Regions from separate parts of the Cricetulus griseus genome. Here region 1 is linked to region 2. A link is a contact called in public Hi-C data. All regions are on one chromosome and are shown on one strand. The core of a region is the stretch at or near the end of the contact, and the rest is flanking DNA. Distances in the headings are between cores, read along the strand shown.

Region 1 (2,700 bases), core at 102-2,601, 100 kb after region 2:
CTCCAAACAGGAGATAGACTTCTTTTTTAAAAACAAAGAAATATTTTACTAAATTGCAAATGAGGGGAAAAAGAGAGATTTAGCAGTTAATTGGCTATTCTTGAACAAGGTGCCAGTTGTACCTGGTTCCAAACACTTGGGTGTACTGGGTTGTATATTTTCATAAATGTAATTTTTGGCATTTCTAGTTACTGTTTCTGCAAAGCTCTTTTCAATACATGATTATATTTAGCAAAGGAAAATGAATAGACACAAGAGGCCTATGGCATTGAACTTGTATCTGGCCATCCGGCTGCCTCTCTGAGTCACCGAGATCTCTTGGCTATGGTGTCTGGTCTATGGAGTGAGGAATGAGACTCCACATGGCGAGTGGTGTCCAGACAGCCTTTAGAAATCTTCCTTGGGTAGGGTAATTTCAACTTGTGTTAAAGTTGATGTGACTCAACTGTGGAGATATATGGCATCAGTTGTATTTGCTGCACGCAAGGCCCCTCCCCAGCACTGGCTAGCACCCACTGGAGAAGGGGCCCCACTGTGGAAGCTGAAGCAGGTGGTTTTTCCATGCCAGGATTTAAATTTCCCCATTTAAGAAATGAGGCATTCCCACCATGCCTGCCTCATGAGGATGTGAGAAATGAAGGTGGCAGCCTTGTTGGCCAACTGGAATGCTCAGAAGGACTGGGGACAGTTTAATTCTGACTGTCCTCGATGAGTATGCCTTGGAGCCCACAGCCCTTTCTTCCTTCTGAAGGTTGGGAGGAGACAACCTGCTGTCTTGTCAAGTGATGCTGCAAATGGAAAGCCATGCTAGGCGAGCAAACTGTAGCACCCTATTCCACAAGGCACGGGCGGATGCCTCCATGTGTTTGTGATTTATTTTATTTCCTACCCTGTTACCAACAGAAAGAGACTAAGGCGTCTGTAATTTTATTATCTTCCATGTGCAGTTTATTGCTTGTCTGTGGGGTGCTTGGCCAGAGCATCTCCTTGCCTTCCTCTCCCTGTCCGTCCACCTTGACCTAGGAGAGTAAATGCAGAGAGGATCCCCCTGTGTCTTGAGGGGGCAGGATGGGAGCCATCCACTTGAGTACTGATTTGGATGTAGCTGAACAATGGGGAAACAAAAGAGGCTTCTAATAGCGGAACTGGGTCGCTGCTCTCAGCTACCCTGCAGCAGCTTTCCTAGGCAGTGCTCCTCTGTTCCTCCCTCATCTGTCTGTACTGAGCAACCTGCTCTGCACGGCAGGACTGCAGTACCACACATGACCAGCAGGGGTCTCACCTGGGTTGCTCTGGGTTGTTATACAGACATGAGATCCTTCTACAGTCTCCTCCCCTACCATACACTGATTGGCTGAGCCCTGTAAATGGCCAGGCTAATCATACTTGGATGCCACTTTGAGTCACAGCAAACTGGAGATGGTTGGTCCCATGGGAGAGGTGGAGGGGAAGGAATGCACGTAAATCAGGATCCCCCTCTATGCAGAACATTAGTGGGTAGCAAATAGAGGTCTCTTTGGTCTCCAGGAGAACCTTACTACTTTTTGGAGTTATCAGTGATAAAGTAACTGTTGGTTATTCTGTCACTTTATTAATAATGACAAGTTGGATACTGGATGTAAGGAACTCACATTAGCTTAAAGCATTCCATCCGCACAAGAATCAATACCTGTGTGGTTCAAGTCAACAGCTAAATGCTACATATATACCAGGGAGACGCTGCCTGACAGTAACCAGAAGCCTCGCAGGCAAATGTGAACACAGCCTCTAAAGGGGAAGCTACGATGTGGTGCTGTTGCCATGAAGGCAAGAGGAAGAGGCAAGTCCTTCAATGCTGTGCTGTGACAGTGTCACGGAGAAAGGAAAGGAAAGCCCTGCGAAGCTGTGGACACTGGAGTCCTGGCAGGTCAACCATAGTGGTGCCCCGTCTAAACAGTGTATGTTCACCCTGCTCACCCCAATGGAAGCAGATCTCCAGGTCATTGCCGTGTGGAGTCTGGTTTCTGGAACTGTCCAGCTGCTTCCGCACGAGACAGCTTAGCAGTCAGACCCTGCAGAAGTAGCCTTGCTGCCCAGAGCAGGCCTTGCATAATGTCAGACCTAAATTCTCTATTCGCTGCTTCTTTTTACATGAAGAACGTACTAACCACCCTTAGTCGTTAACTGTTGTTATGTAATAATATCTTGCTGTTATGTCATCCATCGCTCCACGTCTAGCATACACAGACGTTTGTTTGCCGGTGACTGAGCCTCTCCACTGTGGATTCCAGGTGACACTTTGATGTTGAGCCTAGTAAGTCTGGTCATTTACTTCCTCGACTTCTGTTTCTGAAGTCTCGTTTCTCTCTCAGGGCTCCTGCCCTTTCATCACCCCACCCCACACCATGGAACAGCACCTGGGTCCCTCATGGCTCCCAGAGTGGTCCTGTTGCTCAGTAAGTCCTGTAGTCCTAGGCGCCTATATTCCATTCACCATGAATCCCTCTCTGAATTTGACTGCAGTTGTCTGTGGTCTTGTTTGTCACCTTGATTAGATTAAGAAACAGTGCCCTATAAAGGCACTTCCTGGGAGGACTGAGGAGAGATGAACTTCCTGGCATGTGGGCAGTGCCATTCTAGGGGTCTGGCTGAATAGAAAGGGAGGAAGAAGAAAGTGACTGTCAGTGTTCGTCTCTCTGCTTCCTGATCCGCTGAGATGTG
Region 2 (2,700 bases), core at 45-2,544:
CCTTTGCTCTCTGTAGTCCTATACTGATTTTTAGTATGTTATCATTGTGGGATCTCACCCATCTCTGACACCTCACACCCATTAGTCCCTTCCTAACCCTTGGTGCTCTGAATCTTTATGTCTGTCTCCATGGAGATTTTAAGACAGGTCTTGTGCAGGCTAAATGGGTTGCAGGAGTAGATGCAGGCAGGTGAGCAATGAGGGTGAGCATTGTGGAGTAGCTGCAGGAAGTGAGGGGGCTGCTGGGGAGCGGCGCAGCTCAGACACCCTGTGAGCGCTATTCCAAGGCATGTGGGATCATGCTAACCAGAGAGGGAGAGAGGTGTCAGCTCTCCAATAGAGGTTGCCCCGGCTGAGATAGCCTCGATGGCAATGGTAAGCTTTAGAGACTCTTTTTAGGGTTTGGACCCACTGCCCCTCCTTCTGTCATGAAGAAATCCTGATGCTTCTGGGAGGGACTCCTATGTTTCTCTTACCATAGAGAGCTAGGGAGGTTCCTGACCTGCCCAGAACTCCTTCCGGCATCAGTGCTTGGTGGGCCCCTCAGCCTCTGCCCTTGATCCAGACGTTAGTGGACAGAGTCTGCCCAGGAATTGCTTATCTTGGTTCTAGGTCTTTCTCTTCTGGCTTTCATGAATAGGCTTTCCAGTCTAAGCTTCAGTTTCTCACCTGTAAGTGATGGATTAGTTACTTTTCCATTACAGTAACAAATTCCCCGGCTACTCAGTCTATAAAGAGTGGTTGGTTTGTTGTATGCGGAATTGAACCAAGGCCTCTTGTGTACTAGGCAAGTGCTCTACATCAAGCTTTATCTCCACTCCACCAAGGACTATTTTAGATAACAGGTTTAACCTTTCTGTCCATAATCAAACAAAACCATTTTTTACAGGTCTCTGGTGGGGTGTCGGATGGCAGTAGCCAGAACACACACTGTACAACCCAGTTCACTTGGATGGGAATTGAAAGGAAGGAAGAAGAAGGAACTGAGGTCCCAGTGTTCCCTGCAAGCACACACCTCCAATTCCTTAGAGCTCCCACTGTGGGTTAGGAGATTGCTTAATTGGTAAAATGTTTGCTGGGCAAGCATTAAGACCCGATCCCACATCCCCAGCACTCATGTAATAACCAAGGGGTGTGTGTGTGTGGTTTTGTCCTTAGTTCTGGGGAGGCAGAGCCAGGAGTATGCCTCAGGCTTGCCTCTGTTGCCTGTACACTCGCACACACATGGAACTCCCACTGAGTCACAGCTCTTCAAAGTTCTAGCATTTTCCTATTGTGCCACAGGCTGACCAGCAAGTTCATCATGCAGACCTCTGGGATTCTAAAATTCCTTTATGCAGATGGTGGTGGAAGGATAGGGACTTTCCAGCCCTGAGTCACATGTTCAGCTGTCTTACTTACTGGTGGCTCTAAAATGGAAATAGGAAGTTGCAAGCACACGTTCTTCTAGAATTTGTTCAGAAAGGAGGCTAGGAGGTGAAGGGAAGAGGCTGCTGTTCAGCCCTTCCTGGTATGGTTCCTGGTATGACCCTCAGAGTTTTCATTGCTGGGAGATTTGGGTTGATTTCCTGGCCTCAGGCCTGAGGAGATGAGGGGTATAGAATCTCCCCAGCCCTCTCCAGTGTTTGTCATCTCTCCAAGGATCACAGCAGTCGCCACAGTTCAATGAGCCCCTGAGGAGCAGGCATTATGCTGGAGCCTACCTTGGTCCTGCCTTTGGTACAAAGAATAGTTGTCTTCATGTAGAGAGGTGTTCTCTCTTGAAGAGAAGTTGTACAGTTGAGGCCCCTGGCCCAAGGCAGAGTGATCGCTTGCTCAGAGCCACAGGCAGTGAGCAGTGGAGCTGGACCACTACCTTTCTGACACGTGAGCACTGTATCCTTCCTGAATGGCTGTTGATTTGGGTGGTTCTTCCTTATCCCTCTGAAGCAGGGGATGCTCTGTGAGATTTGGGGCCCCAGTGGAATGGTGACCGGGGCACTATCTCCTGCATTTACTTGACAGCAGGTCACAGAAAGTCTGGGTTGGAGGAAGTCTAGTACCTTCAAGTTACCTATGAGGGAATTGGGCCCAGGAAAGGCCAAGTGACTTTCCTAAGAGGGCACTGTCTTAGTCACTGTTCTGTTGCTGTGATAAAAACACCACAACCAAGTTAACTTAGAAAAGAAAGCACTTACTGTTTCAGAGGGTTGGAGTCCATGATGGCAGGACAAAGGCATGGCTGCAGGAATAGCTGAGAGCTCAGTTCTTGATCACCAAATAGGAAGCAGGGGTGGGGGAGTGGGGGGAGAACAAGCTCAAGAGAGTTTATTGGGAATCACATGGGTCTTTTGAAACCTGAAAGCATGTTCCCCCTGACATGCCTCCTCCAACAAGGCCACCCCTCCTAATCCTTCCCAAACAGTTCCACCAACTGGGGAACTACACATTCAAACATGGACCTATGTGTCCATTGTCATTCAAATCACAATCATCACATAGCTGGACAAGGGCTTCTGGGACTCCGTGGATTCCCTGTCTCCCTGTCCACCTTCTCTTTGGCTCATTCCTGAGCCAGTTCTGGGTGGTCCTTACCTCCACATCTTCAGTTTTTGTCCCTGGTGGGATGCATTTGTTTAGTCTCACTCACCTGTGGTCCTTCTGCAGTCACTTGTGTTTGTGTACATTGAAAGCTGTGCCTTGTGCTGTAAGGATAACTCT

What was found. A called contact is a pair of places that touch in the nucleus more often than the background predicts.
Region 1: a contact with region 2 is called in a Hi-C map of fibroblasts, with 4 times the contacts expected there. The contact joins two enhancer-like sites. A contact is called at or near these places in 5 of 8 Hi-C or Micro-C datasets (the CHL-YN cell line, the CHO-K1 cell line, fibroblasts and 1 more).

Annotation. Positions count from the first base shown.
Region 1 is chr4:58,480,245-58,482,944 of CriGri-PICRH-1.0, forward strand. The region is part of intron 3 of Xxylt1 (xyloside xylosyltransferase 1); the gene reads left to right. Among named protein-coding and RNA genes, the nearest start is that of Xxylt1, 120 kb to the left of the region's middle. Within about 2 kb of position 1,352, at least 3 of the 6 cell types and tissues checked have open chromatin away from gene starts, as enhancers often do.
Region 2 is chr4:58,380,672-58,383,371 of CriGri-PICRH-1.0, forward strand. All of the region lies in intron 1 of Xxylt1 (xyloside xylosyltransferase 1), which reads left to right. Among named protein-coding and RNA genes, the nearest start is that of Xxylt1, 18 kb to the left of the region's middle. Within about 2 kb of position 1,295, at least 2 of the 6 cell types and tissues checked have open chromatin away from gene starts, as enhancers often do.